6 separate regions of the Mus musculus genome follow, and regions 2, 3, 4, 5 and 6 are each linked to region 1. A link is a contact called in public Hi-C and HiChIP or PLAC-seq data. All regions are on one chromosome and are shown on one strand. Each heading gives the region's core, a stretch centred on a gene start, on an enhancer-like site or on the middle of the called end of the contact. The rest is flanking DNA. Distances are from core to core; before and after follow the strand shown.

Evidence for each region. A called contact is a pair of places that touch in the nucleus more often than the background predicts. HiChIP or PLAC-seq counts read pairs in DNA pulled down with a chosen protein or histone mark.
Region 2: a contact with region 1 is called in a Hi-C map of uterus, with 6 times the contacts expected there. The contact joins the enhancer-like site here to the promoter of Gnas in region 1. A contact is called at or near these places in 7 of 39 promoter capture datasets (the 3T3-L1 cell line, embryonic stem cells, epiblast stem cells and 2 more), 3 of 484 Hi-C or Micro-C datasets (embryonic fibroblasts, embryonic stem cells and uterus), 6 of 115 datasets of contacts at active chromatin or transcription factors (embryonic limb bud and embryonic stem cells) and 2 of 9 other capture datasets (adipose tissue and embryonic stem cells).
Region 3: a Hi-C map of the N1E-115 cell line shows a contact between it and region 1, with 8 times the contacts expected there. The contact joins the enhancer-like site here to the promoter of Gnas in region 1. A contact is called at or near these places in 9 of 39 promoter capture datasets (the 3T3-L1 cell line, the HPC-7 cell line, embryonic stem cells and 5 more), 6 of 484 Hi-C or Micro-C datasets (the N1E-115 cell line, embryonic stem cells, nephron progenitors and 1 more), 3 of 115 datasets of contacts at active chromatin or transcription factors (embryonic forebrain, embryonic stem cells and stem cell-derived neural progenitor cells) and 1 of 9 other capture datasets (embryonic stem cells).
Region 4: a contact with region 1 is called in an H3K4me3 HiChIP or PLAC-seq map of stem cell-derived neural progenitor cells, with 17 read pairs. The contact joins the enhancer-like site here to the promoter of Gnas in region 1. A contact is called at or near these places in 3 of 39 promoter capture datasets (cranial neural crest, liver and pre-B cells), 1 of 15 datasets of contacts at CTCF or cohesin (embryonic stem cells), 5 of 484 Hi-C or Micro-C datasets (LSK cells, cerebellum, induced pluripotent stem cells and 2 more), 4 of 115 datasets of contacts at active chromatin or transcription factors (cardiomyocytes, embryonic stem cells and stem cell-derived neural progenitor cells) and 1 of 9 other capture datasets (embryonic stem cells).
Region 5: a contact with region 1 is called in an H3K4me3 HiChIP or PLAC-seq map of stem cell-derived neural progenitor cells, with 22 read pairs. The contact joins the enhancer-like site here to the promoter of Gnas in region 1. A contact is called at or near these places in 9 of 39 promoter capture datasets (the 3T3-L1 cell line, the HPC-7 cell line, cranial neural crest and 5 more), 1 of 15 datasets of contacts at CTCF or cohesin (large pre-B cells), 2 of 484 Hi-C or Micro-C datasets (both in cortical neurons), 5 of 115 datasets of contacts at active chromatin or transcription factors (T-cell acute lymphoblastic leukemia, embryonic hindbrain, embryonic stem cells and 2 more) and 1 of 9 other capture datasets (embryonic stem cells).
Region 6: a contact with region 1 is called in an H3K4me3 HiChIP or PLAC-seq map of stem cell-derived neural progenitor cells, with 56 read pairs. The contact joins the enhancer-like site here to the promoter of Gnas in region 1. A contact is called at or near these places in 12 of 39 promoter capture datasets (the 3T3-L1 cell line, the C10 cell line, cranial neural crest and 4 more), 10 of 15 datasets of contacts at CTCF or cohesin (the NIH/3T3 cell line, embryonic stem cells, hippocampal excitatory neurons and 4 more), 283 of 484 Hi-C or Micro-C datasets (the 3T3-L1 cell line, 3T3-L1-derived adipocytes, the 63-12 cell line and 137 more), 50 of 115 datasets of contacts at active chromatin or transcription factors (the HPC-7 cell line, the NIH/3T3 cell line, PVALB interneurons and 33 more) and 3 of 9 other capture datasets (bone marrow-derived macrophages, embryonic stem cells and embryonic tail).

What each region holds. Positions count from the first base shown.
Region 1 is chr2:174,295,705-174,299,957 of GRCm38.p6, reverse strand. Gnas (GNAS (guanine nucleotide binding protein, alpha stimulating) complex locus) reads right to left here and starts at 2,099. Exons shown (of 12, transcript NM_010309.4): 1 at 1-2,099. The coding sequence starts at 2,096.
Region 2 is chr2:174,006,433-174,011,160 of GRCm38.p6, reverse strand. No RefSeq gene overlaps it. Among named protein-coding and RNA genes, the nearest start is that of Gm30143, 10 kb to the left of the region's middle. Within about 2 kb of position 2,725, at least 57 of the 459 cell types and tissues checked have an H3K27ac peak or open chromatin away from gene starts, as enhancers often do. A contact at or near this core is called in uterus, where this site is marked.
Region 3 is chr2:173,936,370-173,941,048 of GRCm38.p6, reverse strand. No RefSeq gene overlaps it. Among named protein-coding and RNA genes, the nearest start is that of Gm30017, 64 kb to the right of the region's middle. Within about 2 kb of position 2,493, at least 14 of the 459 cell types and tissues checked have an H3K27ac peak or open chromatin away from gene starts, as enhancers often do. A contact at or near this core is called in the N1E-115 cell line, where this site is marked.
Region 4 is chr2:174,780,078-174,784,350 of GRCm38.p6, reverse strand. Edn3 (endothelin 3) reads right to left here. Exons shown (of 5, transcript NM_007903.5): 5 at 309-2,469. The coding sequence ends at 2,433. Among named protein-coding and RNA genes, the nearest start is that of Edn3, 22 kb to the right of the region's middle. Within about 2 kb of position 2,155, at least 13 of the 459 cell types and tissues checked have an H3K27ac peak or open chromatin away from gene starts, as enhancers often do. A contact at or near this core is called in muscle stem cells, where this site is marked.
Region 5 is chr2:174,746,119-174,750,358 of GRCm38.p6, reverse strand. No RefSeq gene overlaps it. Among named protein-coding and RNA genes, the nearest start is that of Edn3, 12 kb to the left of the region's middle. Within about 2 kb of position 1,813, at least 29 of the 459 cell types and tissues checked have an H3K27ac peak or open chromatin away from gene starts, as enhancers often do.
Region 6 is chr2:174,672,643-174,677,283 of GRCm38.p6, reverse strand. The region is part of intron 3 of Zfp831 (zinc finger protein 831); the gene reads right to left. Among named protein-coding and RNA genes, the nearest start is that of Zfp831, 31 kb to the right of the region's middle. Within about 2 kb of position 2,818, at least 147 of the 459 cell types and tissues checked have an H3K27ac peak or open chromatin away from gene starts, as enhancers often do. A contact at or near this core is called in B-cell progenitors, the HPC-7 cell line, the N1E-115 cell line and 45 more, where this site is marked.

The DNA.
Region 1 (4,253 bases), core at 850-3,349:
GTGTGGCTCCGGGGCAGGCCAGGGCGGCGGTTTCGCCGCAGAAGCCACTGGAAGCAGCCGGTGGCCCCTTCTTCCGACTCATCACTGGAGGACTCGATCTCGCAGATGCCAGACGATGCCTCGTACCTGCAGCAGCTTCGGCCCCGCTCGTACTTGTCAGGCCAGGCAGTCGGCCGCGGAGGAGGCCGCGGAGTAGGCGGGTCAGCAACCTGGATCTCGGGGCTGGGGGGTCTAAGATGGGCCCTGCTGGGGGCGGCAGAGGCTGACCGGCCAGCAGCGACTGCGCGGGCAGCAGAGGCTGCCCGGGCGGCAGCTGCTGCGCGGGCAGGAAGGGATGCCCGAGCGGCGGGAGTAGCTGAGAGTGACCTGGCTCCCCAGACCAGTGGACCTGCATAGGCTGCCCTAGCGGCAGCTGCCCTAGCAGAGGCTGACATTGCTGGGGCGCCAGGGACTGCTCCAGCGGCCGGATGGGCTCTAGCAGAGGGGACTGCCCGGGTAGTGGGCTCCTTGGGGGTGATAGGGGCTGCCCGGGCGGCAGGCTCCGCCAGGGTGGCAGAGACTGCCGCGGCTGCGGGCTCCACCTGGGTGACAGGGGCTGCCCCGGAGGCAGACTCGGCCGTGGTGGCAGGGACTGCCTCGGAGGCTGGCTCGGCGGCTGGATCTCTGCTGCCTTCAGACTCGGACTCGGCAGGAGTGGCTGGGGCGACTGGGGCTGCCCCTCCGTCAGGATCGGCGCGGACAGCTGGGGCTTCTTCGAGTTCTTCAGGATCCGACTGGAGATCTGAAGGCGTTCCTGGGGCTGTCCCGTCTTCTCCGGCATCGCTCTGGCTATCTGTGAGCATCGCGGAATCCGTAGGAGCTCCAGCATCAGATCCGGTAGAGACGGCTTGGGCAGCAGGGGCTGGCTTGGCATCCATTGCTTCAGGCTGGGTGGAAGATCCGTCCCCTCTCTCCGGAGAGGGGACTTTTCCTTCCACCGCAGTGGCGGTGGTAGGGCTTCCTTCCATCTCGGCTGCTTCTCGCTCAACTGGGGGTCTCTCTGCGCACTCGCTCTTATCTGGGGCTCCCGAGACTTCGATGGGCGGGCCATCACTTGCGATTGGGGGGCTGTCCATATTGACAGCGGTGTCGTCGTCGACCCCAATGGAGGCTCTGCCAATCTCAAGCAGGGGTCTGGTGATCTCCATCGGGGGGCTGTCGCATGCGAAGTTAGGAGGAGATCTGACAGCCTCGCGGAATGGTCTGTCAATGGCGCCTCGGACCCAGAGGGGAGGCGCGTTCTCGGCGGGAGCGAGGCAGAGCGCACTCGGGACCGCGACTGTCGGGAACTCGCCGCCAATGCCGATTTGTGGGATGACTCGCGGGAGTCCTGGGGGTGGGCTATCGCCCCCGAATTCTTCTCCACCGACCTGAAATGGCACAGATTCTTCAGGGGGAGGGCTGTAGTCTTCTCGGAAGCCAGCGTTTTCAAATCTGATGTTCCCGGGCTCCGCGGGAAGAGCTCTGGGGACCAATGCTTCCGGACCTCCTGGCGCAAGGTCTGGGACTTGCAAGGGAGGCTGGCTATGGTCTCCCTGGGCAGGCTCGTTGAACTCAAATGGCATAGCTTCTTCTGGTGGGGGGGTATAGGCTCCCAGGCCTGGGCTCGCGCCAGTGGGGGTCCCGGGCTCCAAAATCGCTGGGTTGAAGGCTTGGAGGCCTGATGGGGTCCCAGATGGTCCTGGCTGCTCCAGGGTGGGCCAGAAATCTCCCAGGCTGGGCTGTTGTGTCTCGAATGGCATGGCTTCCTCCGGAGGTGGGCTGTAGTCTCCACCCACTCGGACTTCCTCGAAGGCCTGGCAGGGGCTTTGGATGTCAGATTTGGAGTCTTCTGGGGGTCCACTGATCTCACTGCCAGTCTCGTCGGGGACGGGCTCATTGTTAGACGGTTCGGAGTCCGGTTCGGTCGCCATTTCTTCGGCTGGGCCAGCCCCAGCACCGGGGGCAGCTGCCCCTGGGGCTTCCAAAGGTTCTTGCTCGGGCTGCTCCCCGACTTCAGGGGGGATATCGTGTTGTCCTGACATATTATTGCCGTGGAGGCAGTTGAACATGCCCATAACACGGTGGCGACTTTTCAAAATAAATTTGGGGCCCCGTAAGACGGAGCACCCAGCCAAACTAGGGTGAAAAAAAATTTTTTTTTAAAAAATTCAAATTTTTGTTGGAAAGTTCTCCAGCCTCAGTTTCCAAACTTTGTAAGGATAGATAATCAGGGGCTAGAACCCAGGACCATGGCTGAAGTGAGTCATCTCTTGCTGGTGAAGTCTGTCACCTTCCTAGTTACACTTACCCCTTCGGGCTGTGGTCGGCCAACAACTTTAGGAACTTTTCTGTTCTCTCTTCGTACTTTGCTGTACTTTAGCTCCGCCTTCTTGGCATTTAAGAGCGTGCCGATTCGTCTCGAAAATCGTAAATAGAACTCTTTCTCTGCCGCCAGAGGACGCAGGTCTCAGTGCTGAGCCGGCTCCGGGAGCTGGCTCCCGGTGCCGGCTGCTCCCGACTTTGGGTAAGGGGGCTGATGAGCGGAGGCCTTGTAGGGACGTTCGGCTCCGTCCTCTCCTCTCCCGGACTGATTCCGAGTCTCTCTAGCTCGCTTTTTCCCTGGCCAGAGAGCGAGCGAGCTCTCTTGCGTTGCTGGGACACGTGACGCAAGACGTGGGCATTGGTCTGTTAGAGTACAGACGCTGAAAGCCTCCCTCCCCATCTGATTCTTCTCGAGGGGAGGAGGGACTGCAGGAGGGCTTTATCACCCCAGATTACCCCAGTATGCGGTAAATTCCTTATCTAAGGACCCCACACTCAGGCAATTACCCATACTCATCTCCAAGTCAGGAAATGGAGGCTTTAGGATACAAGGAAAGGGGTAGAGGCACACACACACACAAATGCGACAGGTGGTCGTGAGCCCACCGGAAGGGTAGAGACAGGGTGAGGAAGTGCCGAATGTAAACACGCAATTTGTTTCGTAAATGCTCTAGGGTACTTTTCTTTATTTCTTTTTTTTCCTTTTTTTTTCTTTTTTTAATGTTTATGTTTGCTGTTTGTTGGGGATGGCTCCAGCAAATCCCTTCAATGTCCCCCATCCCCATTACACCTCGGAGCTCTCAACAGTGGTATAGTGTGTTGTAGTCAGGGCTTGCTCTGTTTATATGGACGGTGATGCAGTAGAAATAAAGGTCTCAGCAGTGCACTGCAGAAAATCAAGCAAAGCCCCCTTAGGAGTTATTCATGTTTGCCGCTTTCGTGCAAATAGGGGAGGGGGCTTAAGGCTTACCGGAAGACCCCCCACCTAGCTCAGGTCTTGTACTTCTGTCTTCTGGGTAAAGGCAAAAGGAGATTTGGGGTGTAGTTGATGGCCCATTTAGGGTGGTCTCGCAGACTAGAAAACCTGAAATGCACTTAACCCACCGACCAACCGTGCCATGGTGGCAACAGCTGCCGAGACTCGCATCTTCCAGCCACCAGCGCCAGCTGCGGATTCCGTGTTCATTTCCTCTCTCAAGCCCTTCTCCAGCCCCCTTTTATCCCCTCCTCCTTCTGTTGTGAGCACCATAGAGCATTTGCTATACGTTGAACTGCAACAGTCCACCCAGGCGAAATTAAGCGCGGTCACAAAGCCTGCGGCTGCGCGCCCCTTGCGGTGCCGGGGTGGGCTCAGAGCTGCAGGAGTTTATACAGTCACATTGCCCGGTGGGCTCAGCGAATAATCATAAAATGCTTTAGGTCTGGGATCTGCAGATTATTCCTGGGCAGGGTTTTTTTGTTAATTGTTTGCCTTTGGGGTTCTGTTTTTTTTTGTTTTGCCGCGCGCCCGCGGCACGCGCACACCGCGGACATTTTGCCAGTAGGTAATGGCGATGGCGCGAGGCATTGTCTTTTGTTGCAATACAGCTAGGCAGTGGGCAGGTCTGGCCTGCAGGACCCTGAGAAAAGAGAGTATGAAGTGGTACATAAAGCAGGCTGCGGCAATTATGCACCATGCAGATGGGTATATTGCAAGATGCATGCTGTGTGCCGCGGCAGATTTAATTCTCTGAAGTCTAACATGTCCCTCTTCTCACTACAGGCTCGGCACACTACAGCCCCTTGCCTACAGCGTCCACGTGGTCACCCTGAGTAGAAGAAAGCAGACAAAGTGAACCCCCAGAGAATGCCTGCGACCTGCCGAAGGCGTGTCACCTCAACTCTACGGCTGAACACACTGCATGCCGGAC
Region 2 (4,728 bases), core at 1,476-3,975, 290 kb after region 1:
GCTCGAGGGCGATTGCTGAGGCCCCAACCAAACCCCACGTCTCCCCGGCTAAAAAGCCCATTTTTCCTTTGAAAGTTTATTTTATTATACAGGGCTAAGTAAGGCCATCTTCAAGCAAGTGTATAATGTACGTTGAGCTTGTTCCCCCATGCCCTCTGTCCTCTTTTTTCTCCTCCACTAGCCCTCTGGGTCTCACTCTCTGGGGTCACACCTATTTCCATGACCTATGTACGTATGTGGCTTTATCTGTCTAGAAACTCTAGGATTCACAGATGAGAAAAAACATGAAATTTGTCTTTCTGGGACTGGCTTAATTTGCTTGACATGATCATTGCCGGCTGCAACTATTTTCCTGTAAATGACAGAACTTCATTCTTCTGTCATGTCTCCTGACTGGGGAAAAACGTCGAGTTGTACACAGAGCACAATTTTCTTTATGCTTCCCTCTGTTGCTGAGTGTTTGTGTTGGTTCCATAATTTAGGTGTCATGAATTGGTTTACAATAAACCGTTTGCTTTTGAGATAGGGGATGGCCATTTCCTAGCCCAAGCTGACCTTAAACTAGCCACTCTTGTCCCTCAGTTTCCCCACTGCTGGGATCATAGACTTGTACCTCCACACCTGGCTAAAAGTCCATCTCATGGTGGTATCTTAAAGGTCTTTGCTTCCTACATCTGGAAGATGCCCCAGAAACCAGACATTTTTGTTCTGTGAAGACTGAATTTGGACCAGTCATAGACATAACAGTCCTCAGGTGGCCTCAGAGGTAGGGTTTGAAAGAATAGAGAAGCCACCAGCGCTTTCTGCACCCAGCTGGGCCCCATTGACTGTTGAAGCTTTAGCCTGGGGTTCTGCCTAGCTTTCTCCTGACTGCTGGCTTCCCAGGAGGCACAGCAGGCTCTGAGCTCTCAGGGCAAGAACTAGGTCATCTGCTTGTTTTTCCTGCTTGACAAAGAAGGACAGGGCCAGCTGTGAGAACTGAGGGCAAGACACAGCACAGGAGAAACGACCTCTTCATCACCGCTCATGTCCTGCTGGGACATTGAATAGGGGACCAGACTGCCTAGAGACAGGGTGCTCAGAACAGTCCCCAATAGGTCACCCCAAGACCTGTTGGTCAGGGGGCGTTCTCAGGCCTCATCCTAAACCCTTGGGTCAGGGAAGAGGAAAGAGGAGAAAGACCCTGGAGGGTCTATTGACAGACAGCCACTCCTTACCACTTGGGCCTCTCGGTTTCATCAGAGTGAGCCTGTGAGAGAGGTCACACAAAGAACAAAACAGAAGCCCCAAGTTCAGAAATGGCTTCTGTCACTTCCAGCATATCTCCTGGGTTTGGGATGCTGGGGTCTATGAGGAGGGTCTCCATGCCTGGGTTGGGGCACAGACTTTTATTTCCGAATATAAGTTTTAAATGCTTCTAAGAATTCCATTAGACAGAGTTGATCAGAGACTTTGTTGTTTGAATGAATGAATGAATGAATGAATGTGTATGTAGGCTGCCAAAGGCTGGGCGATCTCTTTGGGCTGGGAGGGTGGTTCTGTTTGTAAAGTGCCAGGCATGATAGTACACAGTTGTAACTTCAGTGCTGGGGAGGTGAAGGCAGGAGGGTATGGGGGGGGGGCGGGGCTTACTGGCCATCAGTCTAGCTTAACTGGTTTCTGGTTAAGCTCCAGCCTGAGACCCTGTTTCTGAAGATGGTACCCAAGGTTGTTCTCTGGCCTATAAAACACAAACAAACACATTATATATATACACATATATACACAATATACACATATGCACACATACACATATGTACAAGAGAGAGAGAGTAAGTGAGCCTGAGAAAGACAGACAGGATTGGGGGGGGGGAGGAGAGAAACATGCATAGAAAAAGAAAGACCCTTGTCCCCTGAAGAGCAAGCTCTCTCTAAAGTAATGGTCTTTATGTGCTTGACACGGGGCAGATCCCTTCCCCTCCTCCCCTTGCTAGGAGACAGAGCTCCTGGGAAGATGAGCTCAGACATGGTTCTCTGCCCGGCCAAATGGAAACGTGGGCTTCCATTCCCAATGTGTCAGTGTGCGGGCTCCAGAGCGGAACCCTGGCTGCTGGGGAGAGCTGTGAACAGATCATAGAATTCCAAGCTGCATCTCCAAGCCAACAAGTTTGAATTATGAGAGGAGTGAGGGGCCCGTGGAAGCTTGGAGGTCACCCACGAAGACATCTGAACATTTGTTTCCCAGCTCCAGCCCCTGTGTTCAACTGCACAGTACACTTAATCCAACATGAAATACTGCATATTGAATCCCCTCCCCGGTGGCGGCCTTCCTGGCTCACTGAGGCACCTTCTCTCATTGCTCTGGGTACAACTGGATGTGGGTTAGCATAACCTTTCCTATGTTAGCATTCTAGTCTGCGCTAGGATACTAGTGTGAGTGAAGCAGAGAGGCAGGCCGCAGACACATCCCTGAGAGAGGGAACTAATTGGCATGGGGAGGGCAGGCTGGGAGGGAGGCTCCTCAGATGAGCAAGGCTGCTGAGGGCGAAGGAGCTGGGCTGCAGAAGGAGCCCCCAACTTCAGGCTATTAAGTTATTACGGCTGATTGCATTGGAGGGGCCTCGGCCGCAGGCCCCTCGCTGGCAGCGCTCCTGTGATTTTCTGGGAAAGGCTGGGAGGGAGGCTGAGATCATTGAGAGGCAGCCCCGCCCCACGCCCTCTCCACAGGGGCCAGAGGAGCCTCGTGAATTATTCTGCTGACATCCTGGTATGCCTATCTGCAGTCTTTTCCAGGCTCTTGCTGTCAGTGGCCCCTCTCATGGGGACTGACCTGGGGTTCCTTACATATTGGTCCCATCTGTGAGGAAGAAGGAGGCAGAGGTGAAGGTTGGAGGCTTTGAAGGGCTAGCAATCTCCACTCTCCTCTAAATGAGTTCTGCCATTTTTCCCTCGGTCAGTCCCTCTTCCGTCCCAGCCCTGATGGAAGCAGGAGCCTGGTACAGTGGGAAAAGAGCTCTTCATGTATGTCTGTGTGCAGGGTGTGTGTGTGTGTGTGTGTGTGTGATGGTGCTGCCTGCTGGCAGGAGAAGGCCACAGGATTTCCAAGTGGTGTTTCATACATAGCAACACTGTCTTTATTTAGGGTGTATGTTTATGTCAAGGGCTTTATGGGTTTCTCACATTACAGATTTGGCTGTTACAACCTACCCAAAGTCAGCAAGGTCTTAGTAACACGGGAATCATGGTTCTCACTTCGCAGGCAGCTGTGCCATCTACATAGTCTTCAGAGACCCTGTTCCCTGCCCACCCCAACCCCAACCAACACCATCACTTCACTCTTCTGTAGCCAATGCAGGCTTCTAGTTCACCATACAAAATGGCTGCTCCGAGCCCTACCATTGCAGAGGGAATAAAGGAACATGAGGGCTCTTGCCACTTCTCCTGCTCACATTGTGTTTCCTACCACTATGGCCCAAATCTACATACCACCCCATGTAGCTGCAAGGTAAGCTGGGCCTTTATTCTGGGTGATCATATGTCTAGGTCTATCCTGTTAGTACAGAAGGGCAAATTAGAAGATGAGGTAAGAAGTGAATCTTCTAGCCCCTCCCTAGGTATGTGCTTGGTTATAAGGATGACCCCCCCCCATACACACACGCAAACACACACATACACATACATACACAAACATACACATACAAGCACACACACACACACACACAAACATACACATACAAACACACACACACACACACACACACACACACACACACACACACACACACACAGAGAGAGCTTTCTCTCAAGGATATATGCAAGACTTCCTTCCTCCTCAGCTGACTTTGTTAATCAGTGCCAATTGGTCTACAGCCTCTACAGCCCTCTTCCTAGATCTCAGCTGCATGGCTATTTGGGGGCTCTCTCAGCTGCATGGCTATTTGGGGGCTCTCACAGCAGACTGTTTTTGACCCAGGTTCTCCATTCCCTCTTCTGTGTGTGCCATACACCCCCAAACACATCTTAGAACTAGAGAGCAAACTCACTGTGGACTGAAACTCCGCTGACTTGCTACTCTGGAGCGCTCACAGCCTTGGGACTTTGTTCAACTGTCTGAGACATGGAGCAAGTGAACGCAGCAACACAACAGTGACCCACTTATTCTGTCCAGCGTCAGGTAGTAAAACCCTTTGGCTTTGCAACCAGAGAGTCCGTGGAGAACTACTCAGCTGCCCCTGTAGCATAAACCAACCTCAAAACATATGTAAATGAGTAGACATGTTGGGTATGTGTGCCAATACAACTTTATTCCAAAAAGTAGGTGCAGGCCTGATGTAGCCAGCATGTACTTTAAAAGAGGGTCCAGTGCTGGTGTTAGAGAAGATCAAGAGCTGAAGGCAGCCATGTTACAGACAAGCTAGGAAGAAAGTAGCAGGGTACTGAACACCCAGGCCTGAAGTAGCCCTGCTTTGGGACTGGCTTGCTTCAGGCATCAGGAAAGGAGCACAGAAGGGCTGTGACTGAGCCACACAGGGTCACTTCCTCTCCATGGAGGATGGGACCAGGGTGGATGTCGATCTGAGTTTGCATTTGAAATTGGGGTTTAGTTTTATCTTTTGCTTTGTCTTAAGCTAAGGGCATATTTGACAGGAGTTGGCAAAAAGGGGAGGCTGGCAACATGAAGCCCTGGATGACCAGCAAGAGGGGAGAGGCAGCGGGACGTGGAGGGTAGCTTACCAAGACCTGCAGAAC
Region 3 (4,679 bases), core at 1,244-3,743, 360 kb after region 1:
AGTCTTCTCCTTGAGAGAACTTCGGGCTGCTCCAGCTTGTGTTTTTTAGGGTAATTTAGAACCAAAGTGAAATTCAGTAAATATTTATTGAACAGCGTCCATATGTTCAGTGCCATCCTGGCTGTGGAGGGAATACCAAGAGGGGTTCAGCCACCGTGCCTGTCGCTGAAGACCTCACATCTAATTGAGAAGAGGAGATATACGCCTGCAATTCAAAACGATTATGGTAATGGTGTGCATTTAAACACTGTGCGCCTGTTTACCTAATGTATTTGCAGGGCTCTCTCTGACACTGTTGGAATCTCTCAGCAGCTCAGGGAGGGAAGATGGCGGCTATAATGAGACTTGCTTTGCAAATAATAAACACATGCTTGGTGGGTTGGGGCAGGCTTTCCTCTGCCAGGAGGGCAGTCAGGGCCTCAAATGCCCAGGCTGTGGTCTATTTCCATGAACCAGCTGTGCATATCAAATGCTCAAAGGTTGGAGCGGGGGCAGCAGACAGGGGGCTCCTGGAACTGCTCAGCTGGGAGCTGATCCTGCAAAAGTAATGGCTCTCTTGTTGTCAGGCTTGTCCAAGTCTTCCAACAAGGGGCCCTATCAGTGGCCGTGGAGGAAGGTCTCTGCCCTCCATCTAACCCTATGAGAACTCAGCAACCCAGGAGGAGAAGATCCAGTATTAAATCCACTGGCCACCCTCCAGACTACACACACAGCCCCTCAGCCAACTCAGAATCCTATGTATTCAGTGCTGATCAATGACTTCACACTGGGCCAAGGCGGGTTTTAGGGTCCCTTGACCCCAGTTGCACTCTGGTCAAGCCCCTGAACAAGGAGGTGAACCACCCAGCTCTCCAAAGAGCAGTCTTGCAGGCTCAGCCACCTTTACACAGCTTCTCTTCTGGCCCGCTGCTCCAAGCTCAAAGGACAGATGACATCATTTCTCCTCAAACCCATTAGCGACACAGATCGATGGCAAGAAATAAAGTTTAGATTTTTCAAAACTCTTTGCAGCAGATGGTCTCGGGAGACCAATTGCAGGCAAAAAGATGACAAGATTCCTAATTAAATATAATTAAATAAGCATTAGGAAGGAGGCTGCCGTGCCTCTCCCATATCAACCACAGTGTGCCAGAGTACCAAACCAAGAATATCATCCCCTGGGAAAGCCATACAAGCCTTTGGTGACTAAGACAGGGACACAGAGCTGGATTAAGAATTCGGCCAGAGTCTGCTGATATAGCACCAATACGAGACAGGATCCACACAGAGATGCCCATTTTGGGTGGTCATGTTGTTAGCGCCCAAAAGGACCTGCCACTAGCATGCTGGTTGACCTGAAACACTTTGTCTTACATCCCTGTTCCTCCTTTATTCCTGTAGACCTGTGCCTTATAACAAAAATGAAAAAAAAAAAACCCTACACATATTGTATTTTAAATTTTTAACACCTTTTTAAAATAGCAAAGGCAAAAACCATAAAGTAAAAACAGAAAAGTAATTTTACTCATATATTTAATGAAACCCAGTGTATCTGAAATAGTATCCCACAAGGCAGTCTATATGAAACGTTGGTTAAGTAGATATCAGTCTTCCAGTTATGTATTATTTATTAACCATAAGTCTGGGACCTGGTGTTTATACGCTGGCAGTTCCTCTCCATATAGACTTTACTTTCGGTGTATAGGAAGCAATGAATGTATTGGCTGACCAGAGCTAACGCAAAAGCCAGAGTCAAGAGCAGAGTGTAGAAGCTGGAGGGGGGGGGGGGTCTAGCTCACATACACTGTGCCTCTTTCTGTCATTAGCGCCCAGGAAATATGACATTAATAGAAGGCGGCTTCCCTAGAGAGGACAGCTATCCAGAGCTCCTAGCTATTGTGTCTTCCCTTTCAGACCTCTCCCACGAGAACATTAGGACATTAGTGTTGGAGGGGGGACACGTGTGGAGCACTCCTAGTCAAGGAACTATGGGGCAACTGATGGCTGCTGGTGGAGGAGAGGCCATTTTTCTTCAGCAAGATAGCGACTGGTAAATTGTCCATACCCCAGTAATCCCCTTTGCTACGCTCATGCAGACATCCTGATTCAACTCAGCAGGACACAGAAAGGGGAGAAAAGTAGACACGGAAGTGGGGTTGGGGGCGTTGCGAAGAAACCGGAAGTGTACAGAGAGCACAGGGAATGGATAAGACAGGGCAAGGGGTGAACATGACCAAAATACATTGTATCCACTCAAGATAAATAACAGGAAACAACAGAAGTAGCAAAACCCAGGGTGCAGGGGCTGTTGCAGTCCTTGGTAGTGCTCTGGGAACAAAGGCCAGCTAGGCCCGACTCTCCCAGCTCAGCCCTAAAGCAATCAGTGGCTCCCAAGATTAAAATTCACCCACGGCCAAATTCTGTTATAAACAGCAGCTCTGCTCCACCTGGGGCCTGGAAGCCGGCAGATGCAGCTCCTCTCCTGGGCATACAGTGATGGAAACCCCTCCTCGCTCCGACGCCCCCAGCCTTTAAATCAGCCGTGATTCCGGCCTGACACCGAGTTACGGCACGTTTACAGAGCCTCTGTAGGGCTCTCTAAATTTTGTGGCCATGGCTCATTCTCACCCAGCAATCCAAATAAAAATAGCGCTATTGATCACAAAGCCATCGATAACGTCAGCCCTGAAGCTGCACGTGTCCATCTTTAATTGCCTCTTCCCTTTTATGTCTCCAGATATTACCATACAAGTCTGGGAGGCCAGTGGCCTCAGGTTGTGAAGAAAAGAGACCTGTGCTAGGCATAAGGGAGTGGGACTCTCATTTGGGGCCCTGTGTTAGAATCTGTCAGGAAATGTCACCCAATTATGCTTAATTTCTCATTGTTCCCCCCCCTGACCCCCACCCTTTCTCCTCCAAGCAATTAAGCTTCTTTGCTGTAACAGAGAAGCAAAGTGGCGATGCCCAATAAATTAATCAAGAAATAAGGAATGAAGGCCGTGCGCACTGGAGCTGGGTGTTTGCACATCACACATGTGGGGCTCCAGATGTTGAGACTTAATTTTTACCGCTATAAAAACTAAGAAAGAGGAAACTAGATGCTGTTCCAACTGACAGCCAGCCCTCCCTGCAGCACTGAGATGGCCCTGCAGCTTCTGGAATGCCCCCACCCCCACCCCCCAGGACCTGGTGGTAAAGAAAGGCTCCCCTTCAGGGTCTCGGGCGTGTGTTTTTCTGGCGTCCATGCAATTGTGTTCAACGTGAAGTGAAGTGATCGGCTCTGCTATTCGACAAGAAAGCTGCAAAATCAAAATTAACACATGCTTCATTAAACGCCTGCCAAGAGCAGCAGAGCCGTCTCCTTGGCACGCAGCCTTCCTTCCTGATAGAGGAATCATAAAGTTTCATTACATTTGAGAAAACAGGCACGGGGAATCTGAAGATGCCTATTGGTTGTGGGGTAAATCACAGGTAATTGAGACTATCATAAATTACCCACAGCCAGATCATTTAAAAAGAGAAATCATTAAAGTTCTCTTAAATATCTTTACTGAAAACAAATTTTCCTTAAAGTGCGGCCTCGTTTTAATTTGTTTGATGTGTTAGGGGATCCCACAAGCTAAGGAGGGGCATGGGACAAGCTTAAGTAGGCATCCTCCAGATGCCCTTCCGGACTCGAGGGTGTAGCTTAGTGCTTTCCTAGCATCGTAAGACCCCAGCAGTGCATGAAGCAGGCCTGGTAGCCCACATCTATAACCTCAGAAGGTGGAGACAGGAGGATCAGAAGTTCAAGGTCGTCTTCTCCACACAGTGATTTAGAGGCCAACCTGGGCTATTTGACAACCTGTCTTTAAAAAAAGGGGGGGGGGGTTCCATGTGGGACCCTGTTTCTCATACAAATAACACAGGGGGCCTCCAATACTTGACATGGTTTGGAATTCCAGTGAGCACAGATTATAAAGCCTACTGAGTCCAAAGGAGTCAATACCAAGTCTCTAGCAGTCTCATCATGCTGCAAGGTCAGTGTTCTCATGTGTCTTACCCCATACCCCACAATGAGCTGAACTGCTCAAGTCCACGTCTGCCTGCCTGCTTGCCTGCTCACATCATAGGGCACAGGCTGGCAACGACACTAGCACACTCACAGGCTGTGCCCTCTGTTGTTTTTTGAAGGGCACTCCAAGGGATACCTGGGAGGGGGCCATGATGACACATGCAAATGAAGACAAAATTGCACCCACGGTCCTCCACCAGCAATACGACCTCTCCGGAAGACCCCTGCATCTCATTTTACCTTCCCACTCACTGTATGTCGTGCTGCTGCTGCTGCGGCAGGAGACTGCTCCTTGCATCTGAGGCTGGAGGCCAGCAGGTCTGCTGGGTACCCGCCGGTGTCCAGGAGGCCCTGCCATATTGCATGACCAAGTCTCAAGCACCAGGAAGTAGCACTGAGTGGAGAGACCCTGTCTCAGAGAATATCAGGACTCAGTCTGCCTTACAACTCAAGGACAGCCGAGCAACTTGGCAAACTCTGGAAAAAACAAACACCCACGGGGGAAATTGACTTGGGTCATATAAACAGTGACGGTTCTCCCTAGTGACAGAGAATTGAAGTTTAGGTACATGTTGGGACTGGGTGTATTTCTGATCGAATCCCAGTTGCAACTTGAAAGATTGTAAAAGAAAGTGATTTCTGTTAA
Region 4 (4,273 bases), core at 906-3,405, 480 kb before region 1:
CTTTGTCTTGGTCCAGCTCTCTAATGGTATGGGTTTGGATTCAAAATTGGGGCACAGAGACAGGGAAGAGAATCCTTGCACCCAGACTCAATAGACCAACACTCTCCACCTTCCTAACACTGTGACTCTGTAACACAGTTCCTCATGCTGTAGCGATCCCAACCATAAGATTATCCCGGTGTGACATTATAACTGTAATTTCGCTACTGTTATGAATCATAATGAAAATATCTGCTATGGATATCTGATATGTGACCACCTCCCTAAAAGGGGTTGTGACCCACAGGTTGAAAACCGCTGCTGTAGATGCTTTAGAATCTTTTTTAAAAGTTTATTAGCATGGATCATACAAAGTGATGCTTTTATAATGGCATTTGCATTAATACTTTAACAATGTTCATCCCCTTGCCCTCTCCTGCCCTCCCTCTGCCCTCCTGTCCCCTCTCCCTCTTTTATCAAACAGCCTCCCTTCCATTTGCTTTTATGTCCTGTGTGGCCTTGCTACTGTGATCACTTCTGGAGATAATTCTCAGATGCTTTGAGCAATAGGCCCATGGTTGTCTCCCTGAAAAGGTTGTGTAGAAGAGCAGGCATTCCAAGGAAGTCACCAACTTCATCCAAACCTCCTTCTTCTTTTCCAGACACTTTGATGTTTATCTTCTCAAATGGTCCCCAAACTCCTCTCCTCCCAATAGCTGCCCACCCGCCTTGGTCTATACTTTCCTCTCTAGATGAATCCTACATCCAGAACTCTGGCTCTGTCCTGTCCTCTCCAGAGGCCTGTGAAGAGTGAATGTGTAACTGTGTGCAAGGAAAAGCCTGCAAGCCAGAGCAAACTTTTAGATTTTCTTTTATTATGCATTTGACTTATCTCCTGAGTGTTCTCACAGTGAGTGGATTTGTTTTTGAAATACAATCTGGCCACTGTGCCAAATAGTGCTTATGAGATTTAAACAATTTCTAGCTACTAAGAGATATGGGTTTGGATTTTTGAACACAATTTAAAATCTATTTTTCTGTCTGTCTATCTATCTATCTACAGTGCCTTTACTTTTAATAGATCCCATAAAGGAGTTACGTAGAAAATAGTTCCCCAATAAATAATTACTTCTCTTAACTGTACATTCCCCCCCAGCAAACCAGCACTCTCTCACACACCCTCAATAAGCAGGCACGTTCACACCTGTAATAACTTAGGAGACGGTCCTCTGAAGTTTACCATCTGGTTAAGGCTCCACTTCACACAATAGCTAAAGTGTCTCCACGTGGTGCCCTTGGAACATGCCCAAAGACAGGTTCTCATTGCTATGAGGCCTGGTGGGGAGGTGGGCAGACTCTCCCAGCTGGGCCTGCAGAGTAGAGTTTACATGGGAACTCACAGTCTGATCCCACCCCCACCCCCATACTCACCACGGACACAGAAGAAAGAGCTCAGCTAAAAGAGATTTTGAACAGAGGTTACAATTCCCAGTTGTTGCCAATTATATAGACAAACAGAAATTTACATAATGTACAAAGAGTTTGTGTTTTTGGGCTTATTTTGAAGCCACTCCCCAAGGATCCACATTTATTCATGAAAGCAGATATCCAGACCAGTAGCCTTGAGCTGAAGCTGCCCCTCAGGGCAGCTTACTGCAAGGCAGGGTTGGGAGCTCTGCCACAGAGGCCATCGCAGAACCCCCAGCTCTTTGCCGAGTGCCCCAGAGTTCAAAACCATCAAGAATATGGGGGAGGGGGGAGTCTTGTTGTTTATTTCTCTTTTTGTCTCATGAACATCTAGATCTCCTGTTTTCTTTTCCTTCTTGTTTTTGAGAGCTGCTCTTCTGATGAGTATTAAGCACAGTGGAAGATTTCTAAGTCCTATGAAATTCAATTTCATAGACTACTGCCCAGCTAGGATCCAGGTCTCAAGCACACAGATGCCTCGCTAACTTGCTCAGGCCACGCAGGCTGCAGAAGAAGGCCTGCTCCGGCCACATGGGTGTCCTGAATCTTCTAGGAGATGGATGTGTGTTTACTTTTGTAAAGAGCCAGCCTGGTGTCCACTTACTCTCCAAGAGGAGTCATGCCAAGGCCAGTAAGTAGCTTTCTGACTTAACATACCTCTCAAACAATTTCCTTGTGAAACTGGAGCCTCAGGCATCCGGCCCCCAGGGCACATGTGGGATCATTTTACCCATTAGGGAAACTGGGGTCTTTTGGACTTGGGCATTCTTGGGGTAAGGGTGTACAGGTAAGCATGGGCTCTTTGGATGGGTCATTCTTTCATTTTTGCCTCAGGCCAATTCCCAACTTGTCGCTAAAGAGGTGGAAATTCAAACTCTGTATGCACAAGCTCCAAGGCTCTTTCCTGGAAGAGTGGGCAGGCAGGGAGAGCAGGTGAAGTCCACTGCAGGAAGCAAGAAGCATCAGTTGTGGCCTGTTAGATCCAGCTAAGGCCGGTGGGCTTTATCTGTCCTTGACATCAACCTATTTCAAGGAAAGAGAACAAAAGGAAAAAGAAGGATGTCATGTTGCCACACCAGCTCTTCCAGTTTGAAAAGGAGGCCCTGGTCACCCCTCTAGCTGTCTCCGGCCTGGAAGCTTCCCTCATCAGGGCTCAGCAAGCTCAGAAGCTGAGCACAAAGGTGGGGAAGAGATTACAGCTACAGCAGTGGCCACCAGAAGGCCTGCAGTTGGCTCACTCTTTGATAACCACAAGCCAAGGATGGCAGTAGCTGCCTCTCTGTGAGTGTGCCTCTGGCCATTACTAACTCCCATCTAAGCAGCAAGGGATGCCGGATGAGTTAAATACTCTGCTCTGGCAGGAAGTGTCTTCTAAGAACTTTAAGTGAATTAAAAGGTGCTGGAAAGCTATCTTGACAGATGGCGGTGGGTGTGTGGATATCGGGGAGAGGTGGCAGACATGCTTACACACACACACACACACACACACACACACCTGTGAAGGTCAGAGAGCAACTCCAGGTATCATTCCTCAGGATTAGTGGCCATTTTTTGTTAAAAAAAAAAATAGTGTCAAGCCTGAGGGCCTGGGGCTGTTTATTTAGGCTGGGCTAGGTGTCCAGAGAGCCTCAAGGTACTTCTTTGCTGCCATCCCAGCCTTGGGGTCAAAGGCACAGACCAGACCACCACACCCAGCTTTTTGTGGGGGTGCTGGGGATCACACTCATTCTCCTGCTTGTAGAACAAGCATTTACAGTTGAATGTCTCTCCAGCACCTCAGTCTCATCTTTTGGTCATGTGACAGAACAATCCGAACAGCAGCATTGTGGGAGGAAGCTATCATGTGTTTTCTTGGCACACGGAGCCTTTGATGGCCATTCTTAGCCTCCCTCCTATACCCCTGTCTGAAACACCTCTCCCTCCTGCATCCACATAGCTCACGTTTTTTCCTCCCACAGGTCTTTGTGCCAAGGTCACAGATGGCTCCTTGTCTACCCAATGATAAACAACAGCACCCCAGCTCTTTCTATCCTTGGTCTACTGTCCAGATTTCCTTTGCTTGCCTCAGTTTGTGTTGTATGTTTGTCTGCTGTCTGCTTCCATCAATAAATAAACTAAAGAAGACCTATTGCATCTTCCCCTATACATCAGGAATAGTGAGGATCCAACATGTAGCTGGTGTGTGACTGATCTCGGCTAAACGAACGCATGTGTAAATTAATAAATGATAACAAGGGACGCATAGCTTTAATCATAGTCTGTTCTCACCCACGTGAGTTTGACTAGAGGGTACCAAAAAGTGATAAAGTGGGCAAAGAATGAAGAAGAGTCTGGGTAGGGACCAGCTGGGGTCTGGCAAATGCTCTCTGAGGCAAGCTGCTACCTCAGCCTCTCTGTTTCCTTCCATTTTCTCTAGACAACTAGAAGCCATCTTATGGATTTGGGAAGCTCCTGTATGCAGGGCTTGGATTAATCTTCCCTTGATCATTCCCTGCAGGAACTGAAGCCACCTCCAGGCTATCATTATGAACGCAAATTACCGTCCCATTGCAGACGTGCGGCTGAATCATAGATAATGACTTCTGACTGGCAGACAGAGTGACAAATAAGCCCAGCTTGGTTTCAGGAAGCCCTCAGGATTGCACATACCAAAAACCAAAGAAAATGACACACACACACACACACACACAGTAAACACAAAATGAGATTGGTATTAAAATAATAACAAAATGAGCTGGGAGTGGTGGGGGTGGGGAACTGCTCATGTGGCACACCCACTTCTATGGAGAAGAAATGATGTAACAGGAATCACTTGGTTACAGAAGTA
Region 5 (4,240 bases), core at 564-3,063, 450 kb before region 1:
GAGTCCTGACATACCAGGAGGCATCAACTGGATGTTCAGAAAAGAGAAGACTGCTCTTTTTCTGGGACCTAGGGTTGCAAGTGATGGAATGCCATAAACAACAGAAAGGAGAGATGAGAGACCTGGGTCTTCACAGGCACAAGTTGAGGACCCAGATCAAGCCTTACCTGAAACAGACATGCATCTAGACACCCCTGTCTTTGTATCCTTTTAGTCTATGAAAACACTAAAGTGTGAGTATCTTCTACCTGCTGTGCTATACACGTGTTGGCCATCACCAGAGCCATCACCAGAGAAGAGATTAAAGATACAAAGTGGGTTAAGGCATTAGATGTGCCTTTTTCCAAAGCTGCTGTCATATTTACCCCTGGTTCTTCCTTCTGTTCCTTCTCTAGCTCCCTCAGAACCCAGAACCCCTGGTAGGCTGGTCATTTATACTTCTACCCTGGCCACCATGGCTCAAACCAAGCCTTTAAAAGGAGAGGATGCCAGTGGCTCCCGGGATAAGTCCCAAGCCTGGCATTTGCCTTTTCCTCGATGCTGTCAATAAATGATTGATTCACGACAGATGCGGAAATCAGGGTAAGGTCACGTGACTACAGTTAGGCCCACCAGGGATGAGCCCATCAGTCATCAGAGGATCCAGAGCCTTGTGTTTGGTACTCAGCAGCTTGCAGAGGTGTGGCAGTCTCTGTGGCTTGCCAGGGAGCTAAAGGAAAAGACAGAGAGTTGCTGGAGAACAATGGGAGACAGACACAGTTGGAAGGGAGTAGGGTCTCCAGCTGTGAAGGAGGCATTCAGTGGCGGCATCGCCATGCCTCAGGGGTCTTAGGACGTGGTTGTCTTCTATAATCTTCTACATATCTGGAGTTATGCTGTAACTGAATGATTGCCTGAGCCTGGGTTCATGCTGCTTTTGTCTTTTACTTGATTTAAGAAAAAAAAATCCCTTCAAAATGTTTGCTTTAGAAAGAGATGACGTCAGTTACCTAAATGGAGACCAGTCTCACGTGTTATAAACAAAAGGAAATTATAAAATCAAATACATGCGCCCAAGGCGTGACAGTTGCCGATCTAACTGGATATTACTGTGTACTAACAGATTAAGGTTTTAGCTGCCCCTTTCCACCTGCTTTTCGATACATTGTGGGCGAAGGCTTCAGCACCCCAGCTCGGGTTCATTCAGGTGCAGCTCTGAAGACGGGTGGTGAACATGTGGCTCAGGTCTGCAAGCCTTAGCTTCCTCCTCGGGAAGAAAATGGTAGCAATAACAATGCCTTGGTGGCTCCCCACGCTGTTGGGAAGGACTTAACTGAAATGACATGTGTGTAATAATATGCTCCTCAGAATAACTTCACATATGGATACCATCATCCCTTGTGCTACAGGGCCAGTGTTGAGACTAATCTCCGAAGACTTCCTGCCTCTGCCGATGGTGCTGTGGCAATCTTTAGCTTCAACAGCGTTCCTTGTTTATCTAGCTTCGGCAGTAGCACTTGCTCATCTGGCAAACACTTAGCCTTCCTCCTAAGAACTACTCTTTAGCAGGAAGGCAACATCAGCCTGGGGAAAGTCCACCGGTAGAGATGACAGCGAGTGGAAACATAAGTCCAAAGGGTTAGACCCCAGCAATTTAATGTCTTCTGTAGAAGCAAAAAAGGGCCCAGCTCATGCCCAGGTACTAAAATGGAAAGAGAAACAGGAAGAGGGAACACCAGGCATGCAAATAAGCAGATACGGGCAGCCAATAGGAGAGCAGCTCTAACAAACGGACTTCCTAGTGGGGTTGCCTTTGGACAACTCTGAATTTGAGTCCTGAGGATCTCTGCCTAATGCCCTCCATTCTGGTCGAAGGTCAAAGGGACGTCCCAGGAGAGGGTGTGTCAGCACAGACTGCTTGGTGCTGGTTCCAAAGGCTGCCGGGGTGTGTCTCATTGTCGCCTAGCAAATTGCTGCCACAGCCAGTGTTCCCATCATCCAAGGACCCACCACTGCTCACAGAGAGCTCCGTGTTGAGCAGATGATGCAGGTGATGGGCTGAGATGGCATCTCTCCAAAGCAGTCCTAGCTTGTGGGGCTGGGAGATAGTCAATCCCTTTGCAGAATCTAAGAATTAATTAGAACATCAACACTATGATGGAATGAATCTGCTTCAAGAACATGTGGTCCTGTACGCAGTCTACCTCAAACCAGGTGTTGTGCTATAGCACCAACAGGCATGGGAGGTGAGGTCTCCATCGCAGGATTACCAAGAGAAATGCAGGTAGCAAAGGGTGCATTTCTCATCCCCCGACCAGGGGTGAAAGTGGAGGGAGGTTTTGCAAGTTGTTGAAGATTCCACTGCTGGACTCATTATTTCCCTTTATAGTCTACACAGAACAGATGTTCTTGAGTGTGCTCACCATCAGAGAAAAACAGCAACTAAAAGATTAAGTAGCTGGACTTGGGTCATAAAGCTAAGAAATGAGATGCTGGGGCCAGAGCTAGGTCTGTCTGCTGCCAGATTCCTGAGTTTTCTCACCTTCCCTGTGTCTGTGGTCACATCTCCCTGTCCTACCATGGCCCTCAGATGTGAAGGGACCTCTGAGGGTCAGGCATACACTGTTGCCATCTTTAGGACCACAGCACATGTCAGTACTGGTAGCTCTCATCAAATGATTTTGCAGAGCTGAGCTGACATCTGAAATGTGAATGAGAGTGCTCATGGGTAAGATATGCTGACACCTGAGGTGAACCAGTGCCTCCTTGAAGACCCTGCAGGACTCTCCTGGGCTTGGGAAATCTTTTTCCATCTAGAACTGACTCATTACAGGCACTGTTCTGGTCACTTGGAACGCCACCAAAGGATGTCAGGGACTCCCCAGTCAGATGCACTGCCTTGTAAGATTGACTACCCAACTGCTAGATTCTATGGTAATCAGAAGGCCCCTCCCATCCCTGGCTAGCCTAGGTTTATCCCAGAGATAAGAGGCAGGTGAGTCATGACCTCAGAGAACTTGAAAGCAGGTTCACACCCTGCACAAACATCTGTGGCACTTGACAGTCTGTTTCTGGTGGTACTCAACTCAGTCACCTCCTCTTATATGTGACCAGCACAGGAGCCTGGCAATGGCCTCTCAACATGGACAAAATGGATGTTGGTGGTCATTCTTGTTAGTCTGAATTAGGTGATCTGGACCTTGGGGGACCCTGTGCCTGGAAAGAAGAACTGAAAAACTGACTGAAGATAGACAGGATTTCTTAGTAAAGGTTTCTCAAAAGCAAACTGTGGAGGAAAGGGTTTCCTTTCTTATGTTACCACATCCCTTTTTATCATCGAAGAAAGTCAGGGCAGGAACTCAAGCAGGGCAGGAACCTGGAGGCAGAGGCTGACACAAAGACCATGGATGGGCGCTGCTGACTGGCTTGCTCATCATGGCTTGCTCGCCAGGATCACACAGCCCAAGGATGATCCCATCCATAATGGACTAAGCCCTTCCACCTCGACCACAAATTAAGAAAATGCCTAACAGGCTTGCCTATAACTCGGTCTTTTGGGGGACATTTTCTTAACTGAGGCTCCCTTCTCTTAGATGGCTATAGCCTAGCTGACATGAAACCAGCCAGCAAACAGACCAATAACAAACAACATGTTATGTGACCTTGACAAACTTACAGTCATAATGCAGGTAGCCATGAGTGACAACCATGTAGGGGAAGGGACAATCACCGCCCCTGACTCTCATTCACCAGGCCTCATATACTCCACAAGAAAGCAAGGCTTCATCCCCCTGGGTGCTCATGCAGATGATGGAGAGAAAACAGGCAACGGGAAGGTAAATAACATGGAAAGAAAACATGAACTTAAGGTCCCTTAAAGGATCTGAATGGAGTGAAGCAACATGGAATATGGAGGGAGGCCACTAATCTATGCATGGTCTGCAAAGACCTCCCTGTTGGTAGACATTTGAGCTCATCCCAAAGAAGGAGGAACCAATAACTTACATATCTGCCAAAAGTGCTCTCTGTAAAGGAAATGGAGTGGGGAGAGCCTGGCCAGGTGGAGTCTGACTTAGCAGAAGGAAGAGAGGAAGGAACCTGTGAGCATCCCTGTACAGAGTTGGTGCCTTAAGGAAGTTCTAAAGCCAAGGTCTCCATAGCTGTACTCAAAGCAAGGGTTCTAGGGCAGAGACTTCCTGTGCCATGTCCAGTTTCTGGGGCTCCATGACCATGGCAATCTCTGTCTCCATCCTTGCTTGCT
Region 6 (4,641 bases), core at 1,569-4,068, 380 kb before region 1:
AGGGGCATTGCTTAAGTCCCCAGTCTGACTGATTTGCTTTTGTGCCTAAGTCTTTTTGAGTTGGATTTTAGTCGTTTGGTACCAAGAGCAGTGATGGATATTCAGCCATTCTCCTAACCCACAGGGACACTGAAGCTTCCTTAGACCCCAGAGTGAAGGGAGGCATATATTCTTGAATGTCAGTTGACCCCTAGTACCCTCCTGCTCACTTCGACGCTGGGATGAAAGATTTACCTAACATTACCTCATGGTAGACTTAAATACAAGGCTTGGTTCCCCCAGGAAGCCTCTAATGGATCTACATTTGAGAAACAAATCAGATTGATGGAATGAGCTAGTCTTTTCTAGAAATAGCCGTCTGCAGCTTGCATCAATTCCTCTGGCTTCCCATTCTGCTGTGCTCGCGGCCATCAATTCCCTCCTTATCGAACTCCTCAGACGACTGCAAGGCAGATCCTCAAATGGAGAGGTGGGATGAGGAGCAAGGAAGAAGGATGTGCGTGTGTGCGAGAGCTTCTGGGAGCTCAAGCTGTTGAAACCAACTCCAGTCTTGCTAACCCAGCTGCGGAAAAGGCATCGATTGACAGGAAAAGTCAACACAAAACCAAACAAAAGAGAAAGCCAAACTTGCCCTTCAGAGAAGTTTCCAGAACATGTCAGACAGGGCTCATTCTGAGCTTCAAAATGCAGTTACTTAGAATGGACTAAGAGGATTTCTCTCTCTCTCTCTCTCTCTCTCTCTCTCTCTCTCTCTCTCTCTCCCTCTCTCTTTTAGTTTTTTTTTTAAATTATGCATTGTATTTATAATGAGTCACTTCAATTAATTAAAATTAAGTACAACAGAACACAACAGATAAAAATTAATAGCAGAAAATGAAGAGCCTCCTCTGCCACTTAGGAACAGCAGCGTCGTGTGCTAGCATGACAGAGTGAAAGCAGAGGGTAGAAACCACGCATGGAAACCCAGCAGAACCCAGAAGCAACTGTAAAAGGAGAACAATCGCTTCCAGATGAAAACATATACCACCTTTCTCACTTGAGCCATGAACGTGTGAGCTTGTGAGAGTCAAAAGCATAGTCTATTTAACCCACTTTAGCAGAGGTAGATGCAGACATGTCTTTGGTTCTCTATGGTCTCCACTGCAACGTTCAACGTTTTAGGATACAAGGAAGACACAACGGGATTTTAGATTGCCCTTTCAGAAACAATGGGTAAAGCCTGGTGGGTGGCAACTATGATGCAGGAGGAGTTCCGTACGTTTGAGGCAGCCTGGGCTATGTAGCCAGATCTTTCGTGGAGAGAGAAAACAGGAAAGGTACGATTAGAAGCCACAACAGCTCCCCAGGAAATAGCTAGTGGACAAAGTAGGAATGCCCGTGTGTTCTGCTAAAGCAACAGGGTGCTATACTGGAGTCCACCACTAGAGGCATCAGAACACCAGGCTCTACCGTCAGAAGGGCAGGAAGAAGCCTAGGCTGGGTCAGGGCAAGGGGGTTTGGGAGATACGGGATACCCAGAAATTCCATCTTGGGAAAGATGCCCCCAAATCACAAATGTAACTTTGGATGCAAGTGACAAACTCGAAATGGACCCGGTTCAGTGAGAAGCTGGGAAGAAAGGACACATACCTATCAGGAGGGGACGGGTACAGACCTTTCTGGGATAAGAATAGAAAGCCCACCTCCCCCAAGTGCCACCACATTCCCCACGGGACTTCTAGGGAGTTGGGGGTGTGGAGAAGCAGCTGTCTTCCTATAGTCTCCAGGACCAGAAGGGAGAAAGAAAAGGAATTTTCCCCTCAAATCCAACCGGTGAGTCCCAAAAGAGGATACAGACAAACTGCGTTTGGCATTTGGCTCTCCTAAGCCAGATGCTGAATGTGTGGGTGTTAGATGACAAAGAGAAACGGCAGTGAGCCCCCCCCCCCTTAATAAAGATCTCTGACAGTAGTGTGTGTGTGTGTGTGTGTGAGAGAGAGAGAGAGACAGAGAGAGAGACAGAGAGAGAGAGAGACAGAGAGAGAGAGACAGAGACAGAGACAGAGAGAGAGAGAGAGAGAGAGAGAGAGAGAGAGAGAGTTTGAATTACCATCATGTAAACACTGGAAGATCTATTTACTGTCAAATTCTAGATTTTTCTCATAGAGACCAGAGCTGGCTTTCTCCCTGTATAGGAGCTAAGATTACCCGGATGATAGTTTGGTTTTTGCATTTGTTTTGTTTTGTTTTGTTTTGTTTTGTTTTGTTTTGTTTTGTTGGGTTTTGTCCTTCCTTCCTTCCTTCCTTCCTTCCTTCCTTCCTTCCTTCCTTCCTTCCTTCCTTCCTCCCTCCCTCCCTCCCTCCCTCCCTCTTTCTTTCTCTCTCAGTTCTGAAGCAAAGCTCAGTCCTTAGCAGCAGGACTCAGGTGTGAGGGACCAGAGAATCTGAGTGCCGCATGCTACTGCCTCTTCTGGGCAGGCTGCAGCGCCCGCTCCTCTGTCTCTGATTTACATTTGTTTTTCTGAACGGCTTTTTTTTTCTTTTTCTTTTTCTTTCTTTCTTTCCTTCCATGTGCTTCCTAAAAACACGGTTCTGAGGGAGAGCTGGGGTGTTTTGAAGTTGGGAGGGTGGTTGCTGACCATATCCACGTTCCTTCTCACAGGGACCCTCACCCCATCCCCCGGTCTTCTCTTTTCCCATCTCTCACCCTGCTCTCTGCAATGCTCAGCTTCTCTGGGTCTCAGCCTCCTACGAGGCCCCTGCCTATACTCCTGTCCTTATTCCTCTGGGGGTCATCATTCTTCCTTCAGTACATCTGGGTGGCATTTACGTGAAAGCAGCAAAAAGGAACAAACAAGCAAGGGTCGCCTGCGTGCTCAGACTGTAAGCTTCGCCTGCTCTGCAGGGGTCCAGCCGAGGCTGGCAGTACAAACCCTGCTGGCGATTAGCCTGCTCCTGGTTTAGCCATTTGAACTTCAAAAAATATAAACTAAGACCCAGCAAGGTGTCCGGGTTCGGAGCAGACCCGGGGTGCAGTGGAGGGGGTCCAATCACCCGCCGGGGATCAGGTCCTGCCAGGTCCTGGGCAGCCTGCAGCTCCTGCTGCAGTCGGCGCTGGCTATTCCTCGCAGGCAGCTGTAGGGGGCGCCGTTGAAGCTTGGTAGACGATTTTCCAGCAAATACAGAGTCATGCTTCGCTTTTTTTTTTTTCCCCCGGATAATAAATCCACAGAGCTTGTTTTTAACCCCCACCAGAGGTTAAAGTAGTTTCATAAAAAGTTTTTGGTAAATTCATGGGTAACTTTTTGAGGTTATGTGAGGTTGTTGTCAAAAAAATAAAAAGAAAGGGAAAGAGAAAAACAGCTTTTAGCTGTTGTTCCCTCTCTGCTCATGTAAGACCAGAGTCACAGGAGGGCGGATGGGAGGGGGATTGGAGCTTGGTGTTTTTCCAGAACAGTCCATGCACAGCCGCAGCTCCCTAGTCCCCCCGGAAGCCTAGCGATGGGGCTGGGGGTCGTGGGTGGCTGCGTAGGGTCTGCTCTGCACCCCAGCCTGCAGCCACCTGCCAGACAGCTGCCCCCGAGTTCCTGCCGGCGCCGGGGATGCAGTGCTGCAGTCTTCTCGATTTTTCTACAGCTCCCAGCCCGCAGACCCCTGCCCAAAGCGAGTCAGGGTGTAGAGAGAGCTGGTCGGGGGTCTTTGCATGCATTTCCCGAGTGGCAGTCAGAGTAGGGGTTAAACGGATTAAGAAGTTTATCCAATTGATAGGGAAGGAGACTGGAGGAGGCAGAGGGAAACAGCGCAGTTAAGGGAGGGGGCGTCGCACATTAACTATGATTCAGAGACTCAAATGCACCGAGTTCGTTTTTCATCTGCCTTTAGCTAGAAGAGAAAAATAAGGAAATTATAGAAAATTGAGACGCTAACATCCCTAAGAGCACTGTGCGCCCGGGGGTGCTTTAATGAACACTTAATAATTTCAAATGTTCGTGCTCAGAGGTGGCTTTGTCCGTCTCCAGCATGTCAGGTGCCTCGTAGCCATCAAAAGCTAATGCCTTTGGGCTGGGACAAAAAAAACAAAAAACAAAACAAAACTGAAAGTTAAAAACAAACAAACAAACAACATTTTAAGAGTTTTAGCAGAGAGGGGGCTATCTAGGAACCTATCTTTTCATCCACTATGAACTTGGGCACGACTCCCTGCCAGTGAGGATGGGGAGGTGGGTAACCTTGGCAGCCACCTCTGACCCCAAAGGCCATATCGAAACTCAGGTGAGGAAAAACATTTGGCGGAAACCCTCAAATGCGGAAGCAGGAAGCTGCTTGTTGTTGGAGCTGATTCTCTGAGCTCCCTGCCAGCATCCAAGGTTGAGGTGAAGGCCAACAGGAGAGGGGAACCTTGTCTGGAGGTTGGGGACCTTAAGCAGAGCACCAGTGACTTTTTGAGCTCCCTCTGGAACATCCATCAGAGATGTACATGAAGCATAAATACCCTAGCCTTCTCTGTGTCGCACTAGGGACCCAGTCCCTGGCAGCGGAATGAGACTCCACAACTTCTGGCTCACTCCTGTGGCCTAAAGACATCTTCTCTAGATGTGGGGTGAAAACGGTAGCGCCCCCTACTGTTTGCTACCCTGGTCACACGCTACAGAGTACTGTCAT